Regions from separate parts of the Mus musculus genome. Here region 2 is linked to region 1. A link is a contact called in public Hi-C data. All regions are on one chromosome and are shown on one strand. The core of a region is the stretch at or near the end of the contact, and the rest is flanking DNA. Distances in the headings are between cores, read along the strand shown.

Region 1 (7,619 bases), core at 3,009-5,508:
CGACCCCAGCTCATGGAATGATGTAACCCACATTCAGAGTGAGTCTTCTGACCTCAGTCAGACCTCTCCCAAACATCCACATGGCCCATCTGCCAGGAGACTCCAAATCCAGTCAACAGACAGTGAACTTCGCCGCCACCACACCCATTGAGGAGATGTGCAAGAAGGTTGACAGATTCCAGAGCTGCAGAGCTCAGCACAGTGTTGACCCTGGCCAAGAGCTCATGTAGAGGGCCAGCTCCCAACAAAATCCTTCAGGGATCCCTGAGTCTCACAGATGCACTGCTTAGGGGCACAGCCCTTCCAGCCACAGCTTTAGGATCTTGAGCCTCATTAACAGCCAGAGTTATCGAGCAGCCAGTATCCTACACTTGAAAGGAGGATTTGATTTATTTGGCTGGTTGGTTTGGATTTTCATAGGGTTTCACTGGGTAGCCCTGGTTGTCCTGGAGCTCACTCTGTAGACCAGGCTGGCCTTGAACTCAGGGAGCTGCCTGCCTCTGCCTCCTGAGCTCTGGAATTAAAAGCAGGCGCCACCACTGCCTGGCTGAAAGGAGAATTTGTAACTGTCAGCTTAGGTGTGAGTAGGTGTATTCCAAAGGCAAGTGAGGACCTTTTGACACACGCGTTTATCTCAGACAATCCACGCAGCTCATGCAAGAGTCATCAGTCGCCTGGCTCTCTTCCAAGATTTTATTTATTTATTCTCACATAATGGACTTGTGGCAAAGGAAGAGACCATTAAATTGGGCCAGGTTTATGTCTGATGATGACTGACAGGCAGGTGCAGTAAAACATTCCCGTAATCCCTGTACCCAAAAGGCTAGAGCAGGAGGGTGGAAATATTGAGGCCATCCTCCACAGGCCAAACTGTGTCTCTTCCCACCACGAACCTTGTGCAATTAGAATTGAAGGTGGAAACCATGTGAGTTTTACACGGCTGCCACCTTCCACTCTGCTGTTCCCTGTTTTTCTGTTGAACCCAGGAGGGAGCAGCTCTCCAACCATGGCCTTGTTTGAGGGGTGAAACTCTACCAAAGCAGATGGAGTGGCAGGACCAGGCAGGCCTGCTGAGGCACCAGAAAGCAAGCACTACTCCAGCTTTCTGAGGGAACCATCCACCACATAAAATCCCAGGTGTCTTCTGCCATCTTAATCACTGTTCTATTGCAAGGAGACACCGCGGCCAAGGCGACTTAGAAAAGAAATGTTTAATGGAGGGGGCTGGCTTACATTTTCAGAGGATTAGTTCGTGATCATCACGGTGAGAAACACGGAGGTAGGCGGGAGGTATGTACTGGAGAAGTAGCTGAGAGCTCACATCCAGTCTGTAAGTTTCAGGCAGAAAGAAGAAACACTGAGGCTGTCATGGGCTTTTGAAACCTCAAAGCCCACCCGCACTGACGCCCCCCCCCCCAATCCTTCCAAAATAGTTCCACTAACTGAGGACCAAGCATGCAAACATGTGAGTCAATGGGGCCATTCTCATTCAAGCCACCACACCTGACAACAGGCCTCTGAGTTGTTGAAGTAGGCTGTTGTCGTCATCATCATCATCATCATCATCATCATCGTCACCACACCACCACCACCACCATCATCATGATCATCACTATCACTGCCATCATCATTATCACCACCATCATCATCATTATCATCAGTCATTACCAGCAGCAGTAGCAGCAGCCATGCTAACATAACCCAATACTTATTCGGTATCAGTTCGCTTCACTGGACTCTTCTGTTCTACCATCTTATTCTCAAAATGCCGTTTTCAGAAGTGGGGAAATTAAGACTTCAAAAAAGTTGATCAAACTCAGGTGGGAAGAGCAAGACCTGGTGTTGAGTCTGAGCATGTCTGACTCCAAGAGCTTCTGTCTTCTAGAAGGTCTAGGGTATGTGTGTGCCAGGGCAGTGCCATTAAGATAATGGTGGTCTGTGCTGGTGTCCCCCTCCCACCCCCCAAAATAGTTGCCTGGTCAGTTGTGTGGAGGAAGCATCTACTGGGTTTTAAGGTAAGCCTGTTGAGTTGTAGCTTGGTGGATTTTATCGTCTGGCTTTTCAGGGAGCAATGTTGACAGTGACAAATCTGGACACAGAAGGAGAGTCACGATGGGTAAATGATGTCCACCCCAGCAGTGAAGTCCAGAGATCTGCCATTCTTTTGCTTACATCTAGGAAAGAGCCCAGAACAGAAGTTAAAGGCTACACCGTGATCACGGATCCCTCCAAACCTGTAGCTAAACTCTCTAGAAAGATAAAGTCACTTCTGGGATCCTCACTTCAAGTACAAGGCACGCGGTGGCCACGCCCACCTTCCTCACTTCATATGGAAACGGGAATGATCTACGGACAGGCTTGGAATGAAGGACTGAGAATGTGTTGTGTAGATAATCAAATATATAGGTAGAGTAAATCAAGGCCAAAAAAAAGCAGATCCAGGTGCCACAAAACACAAGTTTTATTGCTTCTATAAACCTAGTAACCTGGCTCTTGGCAAGGTAACACAAGACACTCAACTTGGCTAACGAGGAGTTTTCTGATGAGTGGATTGCCTCCCAAAGCGAGAGATGGTATTGGGTAGGGTGGGCTTTCAGCAGGGCAAGAAGCCTGCAAGCTGCCCTCCCAGGGTCTGGCACTGAGTCTGCTTGGGCACATCCCAAGCCCTACAATCCGTAGTTAAAAGAGCCTACCGGGAAGCTCAAAGACGGTGTTTATGAATCTCTACCGGCTCATTCAGTCTCTGCATCTGTCTTCACACACTCCCCTCTGTGTTTACCCATTGCTACATATGTCCTTGACAAAGGCGCTTGTTACTGGACTTAGGATCAGGTATCCCAAGATGATCTCCTAACCTCATGTTTCTTAACATGGTTACATCTACAGACACCCTTTCCTGAATACAGTGACATCAACAGGCCCCCAGGGGTTGGGGATAAACATCTTTTTGGCAGCTGGTGCCTCACTGTGTCACTCCAATCTGCCACCTTTGACATTAGTGACAGAAGTGTAAAGATGGGAGGGACCCGCCTGTGTCTGAAACAGGCTCTTCACACTTCCCCTCTATGGCTCCTTGGCATGTCTGCTCTATGGCTCCTTCATCTGGGGGAGTCTGTGGGGCAGGATCATTTTTTCTTTGTTTTACAAACAGGTAAACATTATGGCCTTTGGAAAACTGAGTATCTTCTATGGTGTTTGTCTTACATCTTTAAAATGATGCTGGGAGCTCACTGTTGTCTAAAATACTCAATATTCCCCAAATTCGTTGTGCTGTAATACCACAGCAAGGTAGATTTCTGGCAGCTTTGTGCCTATCTCTTCTGGTCCTTGCCACATTTGCTGGCACGTGGGTTCAAAGTCAAAGCCACAGGTATCTCTACATCCCCTGGATCACCCTCTCGTTTTCATCTTCAGTCCCCAGTGGATCACAGGGATGACAGATCATTTAAGGCCAAACGTGCACGCCCAGATAACCTCCTGGGGTTCCCATGAGGTGTTCACACTTAGGCGACCAGGGTGAGTGCAGATTTCCAGTCCAGCAATTCTTAAACCCCTACGCACTACAAAGTGTGTAGCAGTAACACCATGACACCTTTTCTAATTGTGTTTTAATTGAAAAGGCTTGATTTGATTACAGAAGCCCACACTGTGGTTGAAGGGCTTGTTAAAACACACATTAAATCGGAAAGACTGCACTGTTTGCCTGTGTAATTATGTAAACACTCACGTCAATGGGGCTGCTGGCTGTCAGCAGGAGTGCTCTCTCGGCAGCCTGGTGGCAGACTGGCACTGCCGATCACTGACAGGTGAATTTGCCTTTTTTTTTTTTACTTTATTATTGTTATTATTATTATTTGATTTCAAGGACAATCACGAGTTGCTATCTCCCCAACCCCACATCTGCCACAGGCCAGCTTTTTTGTTTCACATCCTTTATGTCCATTTTTCTGTGAAAACACCTTCTGTGTTCTCATCCCTGGAGACGAGAAGAAAATGGGCCACACAGTTAAAGGTTTAGGTTTCCCGGCAGCTGAAACCATCCAGGGATTAAAGGAGGGAAATCCACCTCAACCGTAGTGTTAACATAGGCACAGAACTCTCCGAAGATTCCCCGAGACTTTAGTGGAAAGCCTACTAAGTTTACCAGGGATAAGAGAGGGATTTACCGCAAAGCAGACTGTGCTGAAGGCTGACAGTGCTTGCCGATCTTTGCTGAAGTTAGGGGTAAAAAAAAACGAAACCTTGATCAGAGCTGTCATGGAGACGCTACTTCCGCCTGCTGGACAGTTGTTCCACGCCAGCCTCTGTGGAGGAAATAGGACTCTCGGTCGCCCCAAGAAAATAAGAGGTGAAAATGGGCAGGCAAATTATGCACTTCCAGTGGCTTTGAAGGGAGCATTTACTGAGGGAGAAAATTGTTTTAATCTTATAACAACCAGGGAGGGGAGTTTGTTAAAAACACAGAACACCTACACACACACACACACACACACACACACACACACACACACACACACACACACACACGCGCATGCACACACACTTAATTTTGTTGCATAGGAACACACAATGGTTTTTTCCCACAGCTGTGCCTGATGCCTCTCCTAGTTGGGGAGGGGGAGAGGGATGTCTTGCTGTAGCTTGAGGGAGGGGGAGGGGAATAGAGTTGAGGATTGTGGGGAGAGAGTTGGAGTTGCTGAACCCCAGGGAGCCAGAGAGACCAAAGCCCAAGTGGGATGAAGCTCTCTAGCTCCACCTGGAAACAGGGAACAGATGATTTGCCCCAAGTTTTGCTTTTTAAAGATCCAACCTCTTACATCACAGGGCACCAGGGAAGCCTGGTTACACTTAAAAAAAAAAAAATGGCTTTAATTTTATGTGTATGTGTGTTTACGTGTGTGCATGTGTGCACTTGTGTGTGGGAGTGCATGCATGTGTGTATGTCCATGCAGAGGATGGCTAATAAGCTGGCCAGCCAGAAAGCCCTAGGGACCCTTCTAGCTCAATCTCCCTAGTGCTGTGATTGCAGGCACTCCCTATTGCATTCAGTTTTTATATGGGTACCAGGGATAAACTCGGGTCCTCATGGTTGCTAAGCAAGTAGGTTATCAGCAGCACACCAGCCAAAATTCTCCTTACCAGAGGAATGCCTGGCAGAACTCAGCCCATCAAGTTGTTTGCCGAGATTAGCACCTGCAGCAGTCTAACTAGCTTACAAGGCAAGAATATACCCAGAACTTCAGGAAAACAGTTCTGGAGATGGCAGGCAGAGAGAGGAAAATAAAAATGGTCAGTGGTTTGGAAGGAAAGCCCATCCACTCCACTTTCTGTGGGAGCAGAACTAATGGGCAGGATGGTAACTAAAGGCTACAATGTAGGCATTCTTATCGTTCCCGTGGATTCAGGAAATGCCCAGGCCAAGCAAGAGCACAAGAGCTGTCACGCAGGTCACGGCCGGGGGATGATGGAGAGACCAGACCGTTTGCTCCATGGGCTTACTGGTTTGGATCTTTGTCTGGGGGACTTTCTGGTGGGTTGCTTGTGTCATTTTGGAAAGAGTGGGGGGTAGGTGAATGTTTCAGTAGTAGCAGAAGTGTCCAGATTAGGAGGGCGTTACAAATGGCCTGTTTGTGTGAAACCGTTCAGGAATGGCGCGTGATAGCAAGCAAACAGGGGGAGGCTTGGTGCTTGATCCTCCCCAGAGCCTGTATCCTACTCAAAGACACACCTCATTCTCAAACATCTAGTTTCTGGAAACGTAGTGACACTCCTATCATTTTCAAGACTCGACCATATCATCCAAGAAGGGTTCTACCTACCAGGAGACAAAAGAACAGACCCGGCACAGAACCCCCAGGTGCTGGTGGTGTCCCTGGACTCTTGTATTGAAGGCAGGTGTGATCTAAACGATTGGGGATCGTGTCTGTGCTTTATAAGAATGTTCTGACTTCGCCCAGCAGAAGCCGTGGGTGTTAGATACCAACACAGATCGTAGAACCTGGATCCAGGCTGTGGGGTCCTCCTCTTTCACAGGAGTTCTCTCTTCAAGCCAGCTCTCATTCTCTCCCCGTGCCCCCATGCTCCCCAGGTTCTGCGGGAGTGGGTTGGTGCATGCAGAGATGAGCGTTGAATACTCTCTTCGAGGAAGTGCTTAGCCACCTGCTTGTGTTCTTTCTGCTGACCGTGCTGCCCCACCTTGAGTGTGCAGTCTTTGTACATACTGTGTCCCGCTGACATTTGTGCACAGCAGCATGTCATGGAACCCCCCACCTAGAGATTCTGCGTTCATGCCACGAGCGTGCATCTGTGGGCACAACATAACATGTGAACCTTTAACTTCTCATCTCATAGAAATGGAGATTGTGCCCAACTGTTTTCTCCAAGGTCTGCGACAGAAACGAGTGCTCTTAAATATGCATGTCCAAGTAGTTTTGTAAACCAGCTTCCTAGATGTGGGATACATGGATTGGTCGATTTTACATGTGGACAGATATTGCCTAATTGGGTTCACCCTCAGGGTGATGCATGAGCATGCCTGTTTCTGTCCTTCCTAGTCCTACAAACCCCTAAAAAGTGTTCATCACATGTTCTGTTATGACAGTCTTTTCTCTTGTGCTTCTTAACTAGGTAGGCATTGCACAGGGCCACTGTTGATGCCACAGGACTGGCATCTGTAGGCTGCAGCCAATAAGATCTCTACAGTAGTTCCAGAAAGTTCTCTCACTAGTGTCCTGTCTCTTGGGTGATCCTGGCAATCCCATTAAAAGCACTGTTTCGGGGGCTGGCAAGAAGACTCAGTGGGTAAAGTTATTGTCTTGGTTAGGGTTTTATTGCTGAGAGCAGACACCATGACCACAGCAACTCTTATAAGGACAGCATTTAACTGGAGCTGGCAGGAGCATGGCAGTGTCCAGGCAGGCATGGTACAGGAGGAGCTGAGAGTTCTGCCTCTTCATCTGAAGGCCTCTAGGAGGAGACTGGCTTTCAGGAAGCTAGGACAAGGGTCTTAAAGTCCCCGCCCACAGTGACACACCATGTACATCCTAGAGACACACTGGGCCAGTCTTGGGGCCAGAGCAGGTATGACCATTGGCCTTGCCTCTGTGCACTTCAGGGCAACAGCTCTGAGCAGTTTGGGGTTCTCTGGTAAGGGAGTCTGGTGTCAGTTAAACTTAGTTTTGAGATGGCCAAAAAAGTTGAGCTGTAGCCTCCTTTGAACAGAAAGGTGAGAGCTAATTTTCTTTTGAGGCAACATCTTACTATGCAGCCCAGGCTGGCTTCCATCTCTTGGTCCTCCCAACTCAAATGCCTGAATGGCAGGATCATAGTCCTGTACCACCACACCTGATGGGTATATATAAACATTATGCATGCATGTATGTATGTATACATAAATATACACATACACACATATATATGTGTATATATTATTATTATAAAGGTGCCTTTTCATTTTGAGATATTTGTACAGGTTACTGGGGTAGAACAACCAGAGGCCGCACCCTTTGTAATACAGAAAATCACAAACATCATTGTTCTTTAACCCCAGAGAGACCTTTACATAACCACAGTTATGGTCAAGACCAGCAGATTCTCTTGCCACAGTGGAAGTGGTGACA
Region 2 (7,619 bases), core at 3,337-5,836, 110 kb before region 1:
CCATTAAGAGTGTCTTGGCGGGGAGTTTATTGATACGACTCAGCTCAGAGCGAGGCTCTTCAGCTGCTGTCTGCTTGCATTGAGCTGGGTTCCTAATGGCGTCACGGCTCCCTGCATCCTATCCGCATCATTATTTAACAAAGTAGGCCACAGAATGTCAAAAGCAGCAACGATTGCATGGTGCTTTTATTTGACCAGACCTTTCCTACAGTAATTATTTTTGGTTGGGGAAGAGGGCATGGTCTCACTAAGCAGCCCTGACCGCATCTTGCACATATCCCTTGATCTGCCCAGTGAAATGCCTGTGATATGGTGTTTTTTGTTTTGTTTTGTTTTGTTTTGTCTGTGGCTTAATGTGTTTTTTTTTTTTTTTTTTTGGTCTGGGGCTGGAGAGATGGATCTGTGGCTAAAAGCACTTTTACCCCATGCAGAGGACCCAGGTTCAGTTCCCAGCACCCTCCTGATGGCTCAGAACCATTTATAACTCCAGTTCCAGGGGATCTGGCACCTTCTGACCTTAGTGAACAGCAGGCATACATGTGGCACAACAGACAAACATGTAGGCAACATATTTATACACATAAAATCTAAAACAAAACAACAAAAAAACCAGAGATGTATTTATTTTGTACTGATTTTACAGTACATTTATTTGAAAACATAACATACCAATTTTTATATTTCCTCTCATAATACGATTTGATGGCAGAGTATTTCCTGTGCTGTGTTTTACAAATCTGTTGGTGTTTCCCCAGTGGTACAAAGAACATGCTTGGAACCACAGATCTGTATGTTCTCCTGATTCTCTCTTTTCGGGAAGTGTGGGGTTGAGTCTAGGAGTATGACTGGTTTTACATTTTCCATTCATGTTGCTAAGCTACCCTTCATAAAGCTCACCACTCCACACCAGCCAGGAACAGATGGCAGCCTTACGCAGAATCCTTTCCACACATGCTGCTGGTGATTCTGCACAGCTCATTGTCTCCTTTCTGTCTGCTTAAGTGTCCATGTTGGCTGTTGAAGAGTATGAGGAACTGCAAGTGAACCTGGAACTGGAGAAGGACCTTCGCAAGAAAGCAGAGTCTTTTGCACAAGAGGTGGGTATGCTACAGAGAACAGGGAACTTCGCAGAACACCCGTGGGCAAAATAAAGCTGAATGATATGAAGGGCAATAGTGTTCCTAGCGTGGTAGGCTGACTCATTTACAACTCATTTACAGAAGTTACATAGTTTGTAGGGACCTACAAGAGAGCCATGTGAGGCTTCCACCACCAATGACAAATGTTTTAGGAGATGGCAATGAGGGGACTTATATCTAAGTATCACAGCTTATACACATACATCAGATTTCCCTGGTGTACCCCGTAAATATTCACAGCTGTTAGGTGTCAACTGAAGATTTTAGAAAATGTTTGACTAGAACTTGGAGGTTTTAAACAAAGCATCCTGGCCAGGTGGGAGCTGCTGCGTCATGACTTTAAGTCTCCTGACATTCATGGGGAAGAAGGCATGGGTTGAGATTTGCTAAGTCTGTCACTGTACACAACCTCCAAGCCATCTCCGTCCTCTTAGAGCTTCACTTCCACTGTCTGTAAAATAGAGGCCCTTGCAAATGAAATCAGGGAGATTTTAGAGTGCAGTAGAACGTACGTGTGTGTGTGCGTGTATGTGCATGCACATAGAGGCCAGGGGTCTTCCTCAGTCACTATCCACAGTGTCTCTGACTAACACAGGGATTGGTCATATGGTAGGCTAGCTGACCAATGAATCCACTTGTCTGCGATTATAATCATTTGCCACTGTGTTCCCAATTTTTGCAGGGGTTCTGGGGAATTGAACCTAATTCTTCTTACTTGCACAGCAAATGCTTTATAAATTGAGCTATCCTTCCAAGCCAAAATGGAGTAACTTTTAAGAGTACTTTGTAGGCAATATAATGCTACACGAGAAAAAGGCTTTTCATGGAGAGACCTATAACACGTGGTGGTGACTGGCCAGCTTGAGTGCGGAATGCCTAACAGCCTTGAGAATCTGGGCTTTGTGACCGTGTCATCTTAGATGATGGTGTCATAGTATCTACCTTTCTCTCCTGGCCATCGTCCGGGGCTCTCATTCTGTGAGTTGATTCTTTCATCGCTAATGGAATGTTGCCATGTTGAACACCCATTACCTCAGCCACTCGTCAGTGCAATGATTTATCTCTCAGGCTAGAGGCAAGCTTTGAGCGTCTCTGTTTCCACCTGACCCTGTTGACATTCGAGTATTGGGCATTCCATGGCTCTGGAGCTGGTTTCCAGGGGAATGACCTGTCACCAGGTAGCCGAACTCAAACATCGAGCTTCGCTGAACAAGAGCTCTGCCTCTATTGGAATTTTGAGCCTGAGTGTAAAGAATTTTGTGTTGAGGGGAGGCGGCTAAGGAGCTGAAAGTGGTCCAGGAAGAGGTTTCCAAGGGGGAGGACAAAGACAGCATGTTGCAAGAATGACATTTGAAAGTTGGATTGTGTTTCTGTTTTGTTATTATATTTATTACACTATATTTATATTACATCTTTTGTTTTGTTTTGTGTTCTTGTGCCTAAGCATAGCTAAGCTAACATTGACCTCCACAGAAGGTCTAATCTAGGCTTCTCTGATTTGAAATCATTGTGATCAGTTTTATTCAGAGAGTTTGAGGGAAGGCAGATAGATGGATATCGCTCTCTGTTGACTTGTAAGAAAGGAAAAAGAATTGACATGTGTCCAAGCCCTCTGGAACAAAATCTGTGTGATTATAAATGGTGCCAGTAAATTGACTATGGAAAGGGCGGGTAGGGAAGACGAGGAGACCTTAGGTTGATTGAGAGTGACCTGAGTAGCAGGGTCTTACCAAGCCGTTTTCATTTCCTGCATGTTGTTTGCATAATGATATCAGAACGCAAAGTACAAAGCAGCTCAGAGGACAACTTAGAAGGCTCCACAGTGCCAGAGAAGACAGGAGGAGGAGTAGGGAAACAGGCAAGTGAAGGATTTCCACAGGGTCAGCTGTCCAGGCGAGAGTCCTTGAGATGCGGGGACAGTGCAGGCACCGTGCTGAACCAGCATGAGGAGGGGAAGCTGACCTGGGAGGCCTCTGCGACTGGCAGCATGGGTGTGTGCAGCAGTGCTCCACATTCAGATTTAAACTCCATCCTGAGATTTAAACCACCATTGCTGAGAAGAAAATCTCGGGCTTTGACACATGACTACCGCTAAGGGCATGAGACTTGTTTCACAGGAGACTGGCTTACTGTTGCATGTTGTGCCCAGTACCAGACTGGTACCATAGACAGTTGTATGTTAAAGATGAGATGCTTACTGTCCACAGTTTTAGAAATATACATCGAGGTTTACTTGTTTTATGAATTTAATTGCAACAGGAATTCATGTGCTTATTTAAAAAAACACACAGCCACTCTAAACACGTAAAACAGAAACTGACAACTTCCTTCTTTTTGTATTCATTTATTTAAAATAAAACCAAAGCCTGTTCCTTCTTAACAAGAGGAGTCAGTTGTGTCCAGAGCTGTGTTCTTAAATTTTCCATCTACATATTACATTTTTTAGAAAAATTTACTTATTTGTGGTGTGTACATGTGATTATGTGGGGTCTTTTGTGTGTTCTGTATGGTTTGTGATTGTGTGCTATGGGTATTCTTTATGGTGTGTATATGTGATTGTGTGTGTTGTGTGTGTTTTCTATTGTGTGTATATGTGATTTGTGTGTTATGTGTGTTTTCTATTGTATGTATATGTAATTGTGTGTGTTGTGCGCTCTCTATGGTGTGTGCATGTGATTGTGTGTGTGGTATGTATATGTGACTGTGTTGTGTGTGCTCTCTATGGTGTGTGTATGTGATTGTGTGTTGTGTGCTCGCTATGGTATGTGTATGTGATTGTGTGTGTTGTGTGTGTCCTTTTCCTCCACCCACATGGGCTCTAGGGCTTGATCTCAGGTCTTCAGGCTCATGCAGCCAGCCAGCACTTTCATCCACTGAGCCATTTTGCCAATCACATTTTAAAGTTTTAATGCAATTTTCTTTTACTTTTCAATGTGATTTTGTTCTTGTTTTTTGTTTTTGTTTTTTCCCATTCAGTTTCCTTTCCTGAGTAATTTGGACATTGTTGGAGTATTGCTGTGAATTCTGTATAAGCATAAGGGTTTTTGTTGTTGTTGTTGTTCTCACTCTTATCCTTCAAAAAGACATGTGCGGTTTCTTAGAAATTCTGAGACCTATGGTGTTCTTCTTCTGGTAAAAGACCGCTCTCTGACTCTAATTGAGGCATTCTTGCCACAGCAAAACCAGACTCATTGGTGTTTGGTGATGGAATGAACGTTCTAGGGGAGGGCTCTCTTAGCTTGAACTTTAGCACTTAAATTTAGGGAAGGTAGCTTTTGGTTTTGTTTTCTCTCTTGAGATAGTCCCATGTTGCCCAGGCTGTCATCAGACTTGATAGGTAGCTGAAGATAACCTTGAAACCCTCCTGATTCACCTGTCTCTTTCTCCGAGTATTGGGATTACAGACATGTGCCATTGTTCCCAGCTTTGGTGATACCAGGAATTGAATCCAGGCAGGACTGTGCGTATGTTAGGCAAGCACTCTACCAAGTAGGTTACTGCTGGTTGGGACATGCTACGGGGGTTTTGAGGAAGAAATTCACACTAGGAGGATTTTTCAGAGGTAGTTTTACTTGTTTGTGTTCAAAATGCCATAGTCAGTGTACTTTATCCTCGTGTGGTGTTAAGCAAGTTTTCCAGAATGTTTCTCTTTCCCAAGAAAAGCAAATTCTGGAGCGTCACGGAGTAAGAATGGTGCAGTGCCACGGCGCAACTCATAGTGACAGGGAGTGGGTGTCCCCGCTTGATCTCCAGACTCTGTGCTGTAGCTGCTTTGCCAGAGCAAGTGCAGCAGAAAGGAACCTGAAGCTTTGCTTCAGCCACCCTTTGTGTGATTCCTGGGGTAACGCGAAGCCGGTGAGGGAGCCTGGCTAGTTACATTTTAATAGAGGGGAAAAATATATCAAAATTATTGTAATAATGTAACTAAAATAATTCATTTCAGCTAGACCCTGCTCAAATATTCAAGACACTGTGTCAATCTTTAATAATTAACTACCCTGTTGGTTATAGTCTGAGTCTCCTGTGCAGAATACCTTGGCTAATGGCCATGTGGCTGTCTCTGTGCCTTTAACTCTTCCAAAGAGGAGGTGATGCTGAAGGAGTATGGATTCCATGTACTATGCAGATTGTGTTTCACCAGGCTGGAGAGGTGGCTCAGCAGTTAAGAGCACTTTCTACTCTTCCAGAGGACTTGAGTTCAGTTTCCAGAACCCACATCAGGTGTCTCAAAACAATCGGTGTGACTTTAACCCCAAGGAACTATGTTCCCCCTTTTCACCCTGTGCAGATACCCTTGTAGACATATACATGCACACACAGAGACACACTTGCACACATAAATAATAAAAGTAGATCTTTTAAAACTGTGTGTTCTACCTGTTCTGAGCTGGTGCATATCTGAATTTTGCACAGCACTATAGCTGCTTCCTAGGCTTCTCTGCACAGAAAAAGAATAAAAGCCCAGTCAGTCATTGTGTGTGTGCAGGGGCGGAGGTACATCTGTGTGCAGCTTATACATGTTTGGAGGCCACAGGTCAACACTGGGTATGTTTCCACCTTGGTTTTTGAGACAGGGTCTCTCATTGAACCTGGAACTCACTGATTGGCTGGACTGAGGGGCCACCAACCTTAACCCCCTTCTAGCCATTTTTTTTCTCCTTCTGGGACATTGGAAAGAAAACATGAATGTGTTTGTATTATACAATTTGTTGTGAGTTTGATTGACCAGGACTAAGCTTGCAGACTGTGTAAATCACTATAGTTCTAGTCTTTTCACACAGAGGTTTGTAGAAATTTTATTTGGTCCTGAGTTACATTTGCTGACATTCATGTTATACAGCAGATGAGGTTGCATGTGTGCTCTATGTTGAGCCATCTTACTGTGCACACCTTACATACAGTTAAGCTACAGTGTCAATATAAGATGCAGTAAGATCCTGACAGTGTAACTCTTTGCTGGTCTGAGACTTCTAGTCTGTGAAATAGATCATGCTTTGAATTGTCCACCATCCCACTTGGTGTGACAATGGAGAAAATAAATAACAGACAAATAGAAAATAATGCTGCCGTCAATTTTGTCAGCGTGAGAGAATTAGCAAGTCCTGTTCATAAGCAACTCGATAAAATGTTCAATAGATGTTAATATTGTCTCCTCTTCTTGGAACGCCTCTTGTGAACTGTTTCATCACTGGGGGAAACTAACCAGTCTAAAACAGTCTAATAAAGAGCAGAGGGGGTGAGTCGGGTGGTCAAGAGGCTTGGCTTGCAAATGAGCCTAAGCTCTGTCCTTGATACCTGAGCATCCTTGGGGATCCTTGTTCTCGCTGAGCCTTGGCTTCCTTATCAGGACAATGTGATGGTCATGTATCTATTACCATGTATTAGCAGTGTTAACTGGATACAGGGTGACATCTGCCATGTTGCACAGTGGTTAGTGAAGGTTTCCTAGCCATAGTAGAGAAGTCGGCGAAAGTAAAGCATAAAGAGAACCCCCCCCCTGGGTGGGGGGCACAGACATGTCACTTGTAGTATTGATGTATTTTAAGCCAGTAGGAGAGCATTTAAAATCAAGGTGTATAGCTGGATTGCTGTATCCACACCTTGCTTGGGGTAATGACTTTGGTCTTGAAGTTCATGGGAAGTTGGGGACTGCATTGTGGCTGCTCAGGAGCTCCTACCTCAGGCATTTCCTTCAGTGTCCTCAAGAGCTCCACCCACTGCCATTCAATCTGCACAGGGGAGCTGCATGGTTGGGGTTGGTATATACATTTTTGTAATTGACTTTCACAGATGTTCATTGAACAAAACAAACTGAAGAGACAAAGCCACCTTCTGCTGCAGAGCTCCCTTCCTGACCAGCAGCTTTTGAAAGCTTTAGACGAAAACGCAAAACTTATCCAGCAGCTTGAAGAAGAGAGGATCCAGCATCAGAAAAAGGTAACTGTTTTTATTCTGCAGCTGTAGACACACACACACATGTACATACACATGCATGCATATACATGTGTGTATACAGCATACATGCACACACATGTACACACAGGCACATACACCCACTTGTATGCACACACCACACATAACCACAGCATTCATACCCACACCATACTACACACACCACATATACACATACATACACATGCATGAATACTCACATGTGTACACAACATACATGCACACACATGTACACACAGGCACACCCCCCACATGTATGCACATACCACACATACTTACACCATACATACCCACACCACACTACACATACCACATATACACATGCAGACACATGCATGTATACACACATGTCTGCACAACATATATGCACACACATGTACACACAGGCACACATACCCACATGCATGCACACACCACACATACCCATGCCTCACTACATATACCACACACATGTACATACACATGCATGTATGCATATATGTGCACACACCATACATGTATGCACATGTACACACAGGCACACCCCCC

The links. Hi-C and Micro-C count contacts between places; a contact is called where the count stands out from the background.
Region 2: a contact with region 1 is called in a Hi-C map of liver, with 3 times the contacts expected there. The contact joins two enhancer-like sites. A contact is called at or near these places in 2 of 39 promoter capture datasets (hippocampal neurons and liver), 14 of 484 Hi-C or Micro-C datasets (the C2C12 cell line, the G1E-ER4 cell line, the N1E-115 cell line and 5 more), 4 of 115 datasets of contacts at active chromatin or transcription factors (bone marrow-derived dendritic cells, bone marrow-derived macrophages, embryonic basal ganglia and 1 more) and 2 of 9 other capture datasets (adipose tissue and embryonic stem cells).

The regions. Positions count from the first base shown.
Region 1 is chr19:58,915,435-58,923,053 of GRCm38.p6, reverse strand. It overlaps a transcript of Hspa12a not described here. Among named protein-coding and RNA genes, the nearest start is that of Mir3086, 7.5 kb to the right of the region's middle. Within about 2 kb of position 4,258, at least 15 of the 459 cell types and tissues checked have an H3K27ac peak or open chromatin away from gene starts, as enhancers often do. A contact at or near this core is called in bone marrow-derived macrophages and liver, where this site is marked.
Region 2 is chr19:59,021,633-59,029,251 of GRCm38.p6, reverse strand. Shtn1 (shootin 1) reads left to right here. Exons shown (of 17, transcript NM_001114312.1): 8 at 1,003-1,097; 9 at 6,930-7,076. Among named protein-coding and RNA genes, the nearest start is that of Shtn1, 51 kb to the left of the region's middle. Within about 2 kb of position 4,586, at least 12 of the 459 cell types and tissues checked have an H3K27ac peak or open chromatin away from gene starts, as enhancers often do. A contact at or near this core is called in bone marrow-derived macrophages and liver, where this site is marked.